Regions from separate parts of the Mus musculus genome. Here region 1 is linked to region 2. Evidence: chromatin contacts called from public promoter capture Hi-C data. All regions are on one chromosome and are shown on one strand. The core of a region is the stretch at or near the end of the contact, and the rest is flanking DNA. Distances in the headings are between cores, read along the strand shown.

The links. Promoter capture Hi-C pulls out the DNA fragments that hold promoters and counts their contacts.
Region 1: a contact with region 2 is called in a promoter capture Hi-C map of embryonic stem cells, with 3 times the contacts expected there. The contact joins the promoter of Manba here to the promoter of Bdh2 in region 2. A contact is called at or near these places in 11 of 39 promoter capture datasets (the C10 cell line, the HPC-7 cell line, cranial neural crest and 7 more), 5 of 484 Hi-C or Micro-C datasets (Th17 cells, embryonic stem cells, gonadal supporting cells and 1 more), 6 of 115 datasets of contacts at active chromatin or transcription factors (bone marrow-derived macrophages, embryonic stem cells, extraembryonic endoderm stem cells and 2 more) and 2 of 9 other capture datasets (adipose tissue and pancreatic islet).

What each region holds. Positions count from the first base shown.
Region 1 is chr3:135,482,547-135,488,361 of GRCm38.p6, reverse strand. Manba (mannosidase, beta A, lysosomal) reads right to left here and starts at 2,751. Exons shown (of 17, transcript NM_027288.3): 1 at 2,505-2,751. The coding sequence starts at 2,681. It overlaps Gm30992 (a long non-coding RNA gene), which reads left to right and starts at 2,761. Exons shown (of 3, transcript XR_376111.4): 1 at 2,761-3,252; 2 at 4,366-4,400.
Region 2 is chr3:135,279,373-135,285,267 of GRCm38.p6, reverse strand. It overlaps Bdh2 (3-hydroxybutyrate dehydrogenase, type 2), which reads right to left and starts at 4,047. Exons shown (of 10, transcript NM_001172055.1): 1 at 3,900-4,047. It overlaps Gm46826 (a long non-coding RNA gene), which reads left to right. Exons shown (of 3, transcript XR_001783991.2): 2 at 1,926-2,103; 3 at 2,495-2,836.

The DNA of each region.
Region 1 (5,815 bases), core at 1,502-4,001, 200 kb before region 2:
ATTGTTTAAATGCCCTAATTCTAGCAAATAGTACAGACTCTAGGCTAAGGGGTCAAGGCCAGCCTGGGTTAGAATTTCAACTCTGAGCAAACAGTGGTGGTACCCCCTTAATCCCAGCACACAGAGACCCTTTAATACCAGCACACAGGAGGCAGAAGCAGGCAGATCTCTGAGAGTCTGAGGCCAGCCTGCTCTACCAAGTGAGTTCCAGAACAACCGGGACTATACAGAGAAACTTGTCATCAAAAAACAAGCAATTTCATCTGTCAGCTGGCGGCTGCTGTATGATACCAGCCATGTTCTCCAGTGCTCCCAGAAAGGAATCTCGAACTTACTCATATCTTAGCTGGTGAGAGCTTTTGGTGCCACTTCTAGGAATCTGGCCTCAGACAAGGAAATAGGCTCAGATAAGAATATCAGAAACAGTGAGCATGGGGGGTTTTGTTTACTACTTTGCTTGACTATTTTGTCTTTGATCTAAGAGCTGACCGTGATGTCTGGATGCACCTAGAATGGTACAAAAGCTGCAGAAAACTAAAGCTGCTTCAGCCTCAGCACTGGCTGGGGTCGGGTTATCATTTTGTCTAATTGCTTTTTCTTTTTCAATCCTCACTCCCTCCCTTGAGACCCGGTTGACTGATTGAGCTGGCTTGGTCACTTAGAAAGCTTTCAAAATTGTGCAGGCAAACGTCCTGGGGACGTGGTTCAGCTGGTGAAGTGCTTGTCCTCAAGGAGGGCCCGGGTTGAGATTCCACTGTAATCCTGGCAATGGGAGAGTGGAGACTGTGGCTAACTCGTCTAGGCATTCACTGAGCTTGGGGTTCAGTGAAAGTCCCGGACTCAATAAATAAGGTAAATATGACTGATGACAGTCAACACCAACCTCTGGATCACACACACACACACACACACACACACACACACACACACACACAATTATGCAGGCTTACTATGTAGTTCAGCATGGATGTTCCTCAAACCATTAAAAATGGTGACACTCAACCTGTATTAGTAGCTCAAGCCTTTAATCCTAGCACTCGGAAGGCAGAAACTTGTGAAGTTTGAAGCCAGCCTGCCAGGGCTACACAGAGAAACCCTGTCTTGAAAAAAAAAAAAGCAAACAAGGCAAATTAACAAAGAATACAAAACAAAAACAACTCTGTCTCAAAAACAATAGCAATAAAAAGAACCACTAGGAATAAGCCCCCCCCTCCCCCATAACAGCTGCACCACTCCTTCCGATACCTGAAGGATCCTAGGACAGCATAGTGCAGAAATATCTGTGTAGCCATTTGGTTGCGGCATGATAGCCAAGTGATGGAATCAGCCCAGATGCCCACTAACAGACAAATGGTTAAAGAAAATCACACACACACACACACACACACACACACACACACACACACACACACATTTTCCATAGGAAAAATGATGTAATTAGGCTGTGCATGATGGTAAACACTTATATCTCCAGCACATGGGAGGAGGAGGCAGGAGGATCAGGAGTTCAGGTGGTCCTCAGTTACATTGGGAATTCAAGGTCAGCCTGAACTACATGGGATCCTGTCTCAAAAGCCAGAAAAAAAAAAGAAGGTAAGGATAATGAAGACAATAAAAATTGGTAACAAAACAACAACATAAGACAAATGAGAATGAAAACAAGATATGGCATGTTTTTACTCATGTTGACTCTAGATGTAAATATATGTATTCATAAGTGTACGTATATAGGACACCATAATGGAAAGAAACTCCTTGAACGAGGGAGGGATCACGTGGTGGCAAGACCCAGTAAAAAGTGAATATGGGCAGAGAACATGGTGCACTCACATGAAACTATCATAAAGAAACCTACCACACTGTTGGATGACAGACTCTCATTTAAAAAAAAAATGTCAGCACGGTATTCAGGCTTTAGGATTGGGGTGTAGTTCGGTGGTGGTACAATGTGTGCTTAGTATACTCATGGTTCTGGGTCTCTCTCTCTCTCTCTCTCTCTCTCTCTCTCACACACACACACACACACACACACACACACCACACACACACTTGCACACACTCCCCTCCCAAATATTTAGGCTCCTCATTAGCATCAACAACCAAACTTTACTAGTGCTCTCCCCAATCCCTTGTGTTTATTTCAAACCTGACGCACGAGGCTTCAAAGCAGAAAAAGAAAACCCGGACATCCTAGGGTCGGCGAACTTTGATTAACTAAAAGCTACAAGCATCCAGATGATTGCAACAGTAACCCTGTCCGGAGGGAGAAAGGTAAGTCCTCTTAGGAAATGCTTGAGCAGAGAATCACCACAATAAGTAGACAGCAGACATACCGTTTGTTTCATATACACAACTTCCGCCTTCCAAGGTCACTGAAGACCCAGCGAGGGAGGGTCAGTGTCCACAACTGGCCTGAACTCCCAGGCCATTCCCCCAACTGCCCACAGCTGCACCTACTGACCTGGACCCGCATGGGGGGTGTGGGGGGTGACTGTGCGTCCTACCTGGATCAGCCCGTGCTGGTGCAGGGCGCTGTGCACATAGCCGGGGACAGTCGCCGGTAGCTCCAGGGAGCCATTCCCGTTGCTCACCCGCCAGCTCCCGCTCAGGCTGTAGCTAGGACCTGCCACCACGCAGCCGGCCCGAAATAGCGCCAATATCAAGAGCAGGTGAAGATGCATGCTGACCGCTCGCAAGCAGGAACCCGGCAGTGTCGCCCAAGCCTTGCCAAGGCCTGGACGCTGTGTCCCCGCCCCGAGCACGGACCCGCCCCCAGGTCAGCTGAGCGCTTCCCGCAGCCCTGCAGGGAGGAACTGAAGCCGGGACCCGCCACGCGGGTACAAGCACCGCCCAGGGCCAGGGTCTCTGCGACCTGTGAGCTGGGCTTCTCGCTCCAGCTCGATCCTGTAAGTGGGGCGCTCATCCGAATGATGAAAAGCGACAGAAAAGTCTGGAAAGCAGAGTCTGACCATTTGGGAGACGACAGGTGCGCGTCCACAATAGTACGCAGGCTCTGCCCGGGGACAGCTCCTACCACGCCTGACCAGCAGATTGTACATGGTCCCCCGGCCCCAGGATTTGTCAGGCTGAACGCTCCCTCAATACGCGACCTGCTGGGACTAAACAGTGCTAACTATAAACTCGTAGGGTTGCTTCAACTGTTGACTGAGAGGCGCCATGTGCTCCCTGTTAGTGGTGGCTACATCATGGAGCTGCTTCTGAGGTTCCTATGAAACTGCGTTAGTGTTACAGGTGAGTCTGAAATTCCCTCCTTCACTGTTGAGTTGTGGGACTGAACAAGCAACAGAATTCCCATTCCCTGAATTTAAAAGAATGCAGATGCCAAGCGTGCTGGCGCACGCCTCTAATCCCAGCACTTGGGAGGCAGAGGCAGGCGTATTTTTGAGTTCGAGGCCAGCCTCCTCGAACAAAGTGAGTTCCAGGATAGCCAGGGCTACACAGAGAAACCCTGTCAAAAAAAAAAAAAAAAAAAAAAAGAATGCAGACGCTTAGCCGGGCCGTGGTGGCATACGCCTTTAAGCCCAGCACTTGGGAGGCAGAGGCAGGCGGATTTCTGAGTTCGAGGCCAGCCTGGTCTACAAAGTGAGTTTCAGGACAGCCAGGTCTACACAGAGAAACCCTGTCTCGAAAAAAACAAAACAAAACAATGCAGACACTAATTTCAGAGACGGAGACGCAGGCTGGGTTCTTCATCTTCTTTTAAATAAACAAAACACCCCACATTTTACTTACTAATTTCATGGAGGAGTTGAATGGGGGTTCCTGCCACAGCGAGCGTGTGGAAGTCAGCAGACAGCTTGTGAGGAGTCCCAGGGCTAGAACTTAGGGTGTCAGGCTTAGAGACATTCCCCCTTAACGGCTGCTCTATCTCATTGGCCCCTGGGTTCTTCTCATGAAGCAAAACTCGGAATATATATATATATATATATCTACTACAGCTTAAGCAAGGACATTGAGAGACGCTTCAGAAAGGACAGCAGTACCCAGAGGACAAAGTTCAGCTGTCTCAAGGCAGAAGAGCAAGCATAAGGAAGTTGAAGTTGGTGTTTTCTGTGCGTTTGAAGTTACACTGTTTAAAAGACAGGTGAAGGGAGGTGCAGGTAGTGGCTCACAACCTGTAAGCCTGAAGTCTAACGACACTGTGACTGGCTATAACCTGGAATCAAGGCACTTAGGAGACAGAGGGAGGAGGATCAGGAGTTCAAGACTGTCGTTGTCTACATAGGGACCTTGAAGCCAGCTTGTTTCAAAAATGTAACAATGGTTGGACGGGAGAGGTGACTCAGTGGTTAAGAGCACTTGTTTTTTGTTTGTTTGTTTGTTTGTTTGTTGTCTTTTGTTTAGTCGGCAGATCTGCAACTTCATTCGGCATTCAGCAGGTTAGTTCTCATCCACACCGACCTTCTATAGATTTCTGAATGTGGTACCAGGTAGGTAAGTTAACAGTTTGTAGAATTTGTTTGGTGAGTCCCCATCCTCATTATGTTTTCTGGACAAACGTACATGAATATATGATGGAGCATTGAGCCCGGCATCAGTGTAAACATCTGGAGTTCCCATTTCCTTCATGGCAAATGTCCCAAGGGGCACGCTCCTTGAAGCCTACTTCGGTGTGTGTGCTTGAGAATGCTAATGGCGCATTCTCTGGTCATCACTTCTTTTATGGCAGAATGGCTCTTCTGCTCGCCGCTTTTCTTTGTGGGAACCATTTTGCCAGGCCAAGTTCAAGAACACTCATTCTTGCAGAGGACTTGCATTCAATTTCCAGCACCCACTTTGTGACTCACAGACACCTGTAACTCTCGTCCCAGTAAATCCAAGGTCCTCTACAGACCTCTGATGGCATGAGACATGCATGTCCTGTACATACATATAGACATAAATACATACCGTTGAGATATAAATTCACATTAAATAATAAATAATTTTTCATTAAAGTAATAATAGCAAGTAAGATTAAGTCTGTAGGTGTAGGTGGGGAATGCTCCAATAGAATTGCTCATGGAGATTAGGAACACAGAAGAGCCTGGTGCCTCATTCCAAGCCAGAAGCTGCAAATGTGGAAATTCTTAAACCCATTATTATGCACTCACTGATAAGTGGATATTAGTCCAGAAACTTAGAATTCTCAAGATGCAATTTGCCAAACACAAGAAAATCAAAAAGAAGGAAGACCAACATGTGGATACTTCATTCCTCCTTAGAATAGGGAAAAAAAATACCCATGGAAGGAGTTACAGAGACAAAGTTTGGATCTGAGACAAAAGAATGGACCATCCAGAGACTGCCCCACCTGGGGATCCATCCTATAATCAGGCACCAAACCCAGACATTATGGCATATGCCAGCATGATTTTGCGGAAAGGACCCTGATATAGCTGTCTCTCGTGAGGCTAGGCCAGTGCCTGGTAAATACAAAAGTGGATGTTCATAGTCATCTATTGGATGGAACACAGGGCCCCCAATGGAGGTGCTAGAGAAAATATCCAAGGAGCTGAACGGGTCTGCAACCCTATAGGTGGAACAACAATATGAACTAACCAGTACCCCAGAGCTCGTGTCTCTAGCTGCATATGTACCAGAAGATGGCCTAGTCGGCCATCATTGGGAAGAGAGGCCCCTTAGTCTTGCAAACTTTATATGCCCCAGTACAGGGGAACGCCAGGGCCAAGAAGTAGGATTGGGTGGGTAAGGGAGCAGGATGGGGGGAGGGTATAGGGGACTTTCGGGATAGCATTTAAAATGTAAATGAAGAAAATATTTAATAAAAAAATTGGAAAAAAGAATAAAGGAA
Region 2 (5,895 bases), core at 2,798-5,297:
GACCTCCCTTCCTCATTTCCTGAAGTTTCAGTAGTCAACACTCCAGAATTAAAGTCACTTGTTTCTCTCGGTTCCTCTCACTGTCTACCCACTACCCCATTCCCCCACAGACCGGTTGATGACTGCTGGCCAAGGGCACGCTTATCTATCCATCACCAAATTCTTTCCCTCACTTCTCACCATTATGTGGTTGCTGTTAGCAAAGGTACAAACACACTCCTACCTCTACCTCACGGAGGGAGGGTGGGCCCTGAAAACAGAAGCCTCCACTGTCTTAAGTCACCTGTTCCCTTGTCTGTAAACTGCTGCTGAGTTACAATAGCAGTGTCTCTCGGGTTTTCCTTCTCCCTTGAAAAGATTTCATAGTGGGACTTAAGATTCATTGACCAGAAGGGTTGAAAAATCAAACCATAGCCCATACCTTTGTTTGTTTGTTTGTTTGTTTTTGTTTGTTGGTTTTCCGAGACAGGGTTTCTCTGTGTAGCCTTGGCTGTCCTGGAACTCACTCTGTAGACCAGGCTGGCCTTGAACTCAGAAATCCACCTGCCCCTGCTTCCCAAGTACTCGGATGAAAGGAGTGTGCCACCACGCCCGGCTCCATGCCTTGTTTTTGAAGAGGATGAGGAACCAGACCGGCTCCATTGTGAAGGCAGGAGCCATTATACTGAGCTGTTAAAAATACTTTTCTGTCCTTGTTTCTTGGAAATTGACCTACTCCATCCCATGCTTTGACTTGTTTTGGGGAATACAGACCCTCCTTACTCCCTCCCCAACTAACCCTCCTTAATCGCATGGTGACCACTGGGTGATGCCTGCTGTGTTTTTGAGCTTTTTTGTTGTTGTTTTTTTGTACTTCTTTACTGCTCCATTGTCTTCTGTTAACCTGCTTTGCAACTACAATGATTTTACTCTTTAAAAGGGTCCTAAGAAACAGACTCAGGACTGTTTTCTTTAACCCAGTGCTGGCCAGCTTTCGGGTGCACCCCAATAACTAACAATCAAGCTGGCTTCAAATTTGGTTCACAATTATGGCAGTGGTCTTATTCACACCTGATGGGATTGACAAGCACACGGGACCTGTCTGCCATCACAGTCAGCGGCAGAAGCCATTAGGTCAGGCTTCCTGACTCTTGAGCTCTGAGGATGCTCCATCCCCACCAAAGTGCTGGTCATTTTCTAACATTTCAGCATGCCTTAGAAACATTTGAATACTTGTGTCTTAGGATTTCCATTGCTGTGATAAAACACCATGACCCAACAGCAAGTTGGGGAGGAAAGGATTTATTTAGCTTACATTTTTTTTTTCATAGTGCTCTTAATCATTGAAGGAAGTCCGGTCAGAAACTTGGAGGTGGGAGCTGATGCAGAGGGGTGCTGCTTACTGGCTTGCTCCCCCGTAGCTTGTTCAGTCTGCTTTCTTACAGAGCCCAGGGCCACCAGTCACACTGGGCAGGGCCCTCCCTTGTTGATCACCAATTAAGAAAATGCCTTACAGCCAGATCTTATGAAGAAGGCATTTTCTCGATTGTAGTATCCTCGTTTCAGACAACTGGCTCATGTCAAGTTGACATAAAACTAATCGGGACATGTGATGGATACATTCTGAAAGAGAGGGCGGAGAACCCCAAACACCACATTCTGTAAGAGCCGCTTAGCAGAGGCTTGGATGCACACCTTAGGGACAGAGGAATAGGTAACAAGAAACGGTGTCACAGGACGGCTGTTCTGTCCTTCTCAGGGACCTGTGACAGTTGGTTTGCTGCAGCCTCCATACAGGGAGGGGCAGGAGGGAAATATGTCTGTGAGTGTGGAGTCCTGACATTCCTTCTGCCCATCCACCCTCAATAAAGCACCCGGGACGCCATCTTGGCTGGATGGGGTGCCTGGGGTCGACAGCTAGCAAGTCCTTTGTGTTCTGCCTGCAGGTGTGTCTGTGTGAGGGTGTCAGATCTCCTGCCCCTGGAATTACTGACAGTTGTGAGCGGCACATGGATGATGGGAATTGAACCCAGGTCCTTTGGCAGAGCAGTTAGAGATCTTAACTGATGGACCTTCTCTCCAGCACCCCCTTTGTCCTCTCCTTTGACTTGACCTGTTCTCTAGGTAAGCTGTTAGGTGTTTTTGCTTTTGTTCCTCCCATAGCTGTGCTCCCTGCCCCCGCATCCCCACTGTACCCTTTCGACTTTCCAGTCCTCCATACTTGGTCCTAACTCCAGGGGTTGTAGTGCTAGGTCTTCATGTCCGCAGCTGGCACTGAAAGAGTTGGGGAAAGCATGGGAGATTTTCAGATTTGCCAGAACGGAGCTGGCAGTGGCCATTAGGGATTGGGATCAGGAAATGGGTGCAGTTGTCTAGAAGTAGCTGGCAAGGAAGCAGGGATGGGGAGGGGGTGGGGGTGGGCAGTGCTTCACAGATGACAGACAGAGCCTGGTCTCCTGTGAGGGTGAGGCTAAGTCAGCTATCATCATATCAATACAATGCCTTCCAATCACAGGTTCAAGAGAATGCTGCAGTCTCCCACCTCCAGCAGGACTGAGGTTCCATTGACCCGGAGGACACCTTTGTTCTTTGTTCCCACCCTGGAGCAGACCGTGATGGATGACGTACAGAACTCTTTCTCCCTAGCCTCCTTAGGGTCCCCAGCCCCACCCTACTGAAGGAAGCATTCAGGGTGCCCCCACCCCCAAATCCACTTCTGCCTTCTCCCTGCCTCGATCCATCTGAAGTCTCTCCCATCGTCACCTGGTTCCTTGTCATTTTCTCCCACAACAGTATCTCCCCTAATAAAAGCCATCCTGTTAGGTTCCTATTAGAGCCTTCCTCTGAGATCCAGCCCGACACAGTCACACGGTAAGAGGGGCTTCTGAAGCCAACTGATGACCCCCACTCTGTGATCCAATCATGCGCACATGCTGGGTAACAGGATCTGGCTTCATGGCGTCTCCCCAATTCTGATGCAGTACGCTTTGCTTTGCTTTTTACCAGTAGCACGCAGAGAGAAATTTCACTTAGAGTGTGGTAGGAGTTGAGAGAAAGCTAACTTGTGCTTTTAGGAAGGGATGAGCCGTCCCTGCCTCCCCCGACCCTGAGTACAGCATAAGAAACTCACAGTCCAGGGCCTTCACTAAGGGACCCTGGGTATTCGCCCACCAAAGCCCTGGTTCTCAACCGTCCTAATGCAGCGACACTTTAACGCAGTTCTTCATGTTGTGGTGACCCATATTTTTGTTGCTACTTCACAACTGTAATTTTGGTGCTGTTATGAACCATAATGTAAACACCTGACATTCAGAATATCTAATTAGATAGAACCTAGGCGTGGGGGTCGCGACCCACAGGTTGAGAATCAGTGAAGGCACCTGCTCAGTGCTCTCTTAAGCACCTCCATGACCCCCGAGACCACCCAGAAGCAACCAGGCACAAAATTTAGTTTCTGTTTACTTCTAAACCTTTCTCCAGCTGACCTCCAAGCAGTCTCAAGGCAACATGGGTTTTTTTGTTTTTTTGTTTTTGTTTTTTTTTTGGGGAGGGGGGGTAACAGGGTGGGGTTTAGAGTGGGAATACGTCCAGAAATTGTAAACTTAACCCACTCTTAACATAATGACTTTCCTACTTCTAAAGATTGTACTAAAACCCTAAATTTCTTTTTACTAGAAAAAGGCTCAGAGTATTTTCTGGAATTCCAAATATTTTCACGAGCCAGTTTACTTAGGACAGATACTGGAACAGTTGTCTTTCTTTGGCTATTTTCAAACTCTAATAAATACAAGAGGATTCCCAACTCCCACACTAACTGAAGATGCATCTTCAACTCGGCGATATGGAGAAGATGGCAACACAAGCTACAACTCTCAGTCCCCAAAAGTTTTGTCGAAAGTGATTAGAAAAAAATATCTTACTTTAGAAGAGTGAGTCCACACAGTCCTCCAGATTCCTTCAGGAGACAAACTTCAGATCTCTGCGCAGGAGAAGTCACATGCTGATTAATGCACGCTGGGAGGTGGAGTTCAGGTCCCCTCCGAGTCCTTTTGCTAATGCCTGTTAAGTAAGCTTTTAAGAAGTGTTTGCCACAGCCGTGCACTTTAGATGTGTCCATGCTGCCATCTAGTGATCAGAACGTGGAACTGTGAACGCCAAACAAAGGCCTGTCTTTTGTTTGTGCAAGTTACTTAGCAGGCCAGATCCAATGGCCAGGAAGGTGGAAGGCTGCTGGAAAACACACAAGGGACCCGAGGCACTAAATACTCTGGTCTTCCTAGCTCTTAACCCAGATTGCTTTGAGCGGGGAAAAGAAAACTTCCTTGGGGCTAAAGTCTTGTTTCTGACGTTAATCCCTCAGCTGCAGAATGCTGGCATCCTGAGTGCACTGGGCCTGAGCCGAGGAGCACACCCAGCTAGGATGGGAATCTTGAAATGAACAGAGCAAAATATCATGCAATCAAGTTGGTTGAAGACTACAGGAGCCACGAGGAAAGGGCTAGGTCTTGGCTGGGTCGGAGACTTGTGAGTTAACCTGGCTAGTGTCACAGTGATCATGGAGGTCATGTGTGAATGTCCTGCATAAATCCAGGGGCTCGACACATTTGGCACACTTTGCCATGGGCTCTGGCACTGCAAAGGCTACAAAACAAAGCTATCAGATTGCGAGCCTCCTTTGTCACCTGGGCTGGCCAGCCATGCAGGTCTGCTGGGGACGCAGGCTGTACTTTCTGAGGGCTTCCTTCTTGAAGAGAAAAGTGATGCCTCCCAGAAGGTTCTGGGTTCTGCTCCTCTTTCTGAGTGGCTCCTAAAGTGTGGGTTTCACAGTCAGTCAGTTGGATGCACGTGGGTTGGACGGAGCAGAGCAAGACAGAGAGCTGGTCCTTTAAGGCAGGCACAGGGTGGCTTCCTGTGCTGCTCAGTGTGTGGGTGCTTTCTGTTCCTCCCTCAAGCTCCTGCCTCAGGCCCTGGCTTCAGTCTCTAGCACGGTATAAAGCCCAGAGTGCTAGCACCGAGCACAAATAGATGTAAGAGCATCACAAAGTTTGCTTAGAACTTCACAGCCAGCCTGGACTACAGAAGACCCTTATTCAGAACAGCTGACCCCCTCAAAGGGGAAAAAAGAGCCCAGTTTAAAAATAAAAAGACATAAATCCTATGTCTCCCTGAAATAGCTGAGTAAGCAGGACCTGTAAACTGGCCAACCTACAGCGTTCTTATATGGAGGAGAAGGAAACAGCGGCTCTGCGTTCTTATATGGAGGAGAAGGAAACAGCGGCTCTGCCAGGGTGGTGAGGAGGGGACATGGTGTGCAGGTGAAGCCCAGCGTCTGCCACACACCTGCAGGATAAACGGCAGCTTATTACAGCAGACACTTCTGTGTGTGCTCCTTGCTCTAATAGACTTGTCTTTCCCTCAACTTGCCAGGGCTTTGAAAGGCGTTTGCTTTTAATGACTATGAGAGTGCTCCAGGATTAACTTCTGTCTCTGTCTCTGCCTCTCTCCCCCAAATAAGGGACCTATCTGTAGTCCCTGTACTTGGGAGGCTGAGGTAGGAGATTAACGAGGACAAAGTAGGTTTCATAGTAAGACCTAATCTCAAAGGAAGAAGATTCACTTTCAGAAGTATGTGGTTTCAATCCTGAACAAAAGCAGGACCCCTGCCCCAAACTCAAACTGTTTTACAAGGAGTTATGACTTAGGATTAACGTAAACATTTAAAATTGTGTATGTGTTTAGGTAAACATGGAAGGCAGAGGGCAGTTGGTATTGTTCTGTGGAAGCTACCCAGCTTGCTTTTTCACACAGGATCTCAATGGCCTGAACTCACCTAGTAGGTTGGGGTGGCAGGAGAGCCAGCCCCAGGGATGAGCTTGTCAGACCTCAGTAGCACTTGACTAGCGTGCCACATGGCAC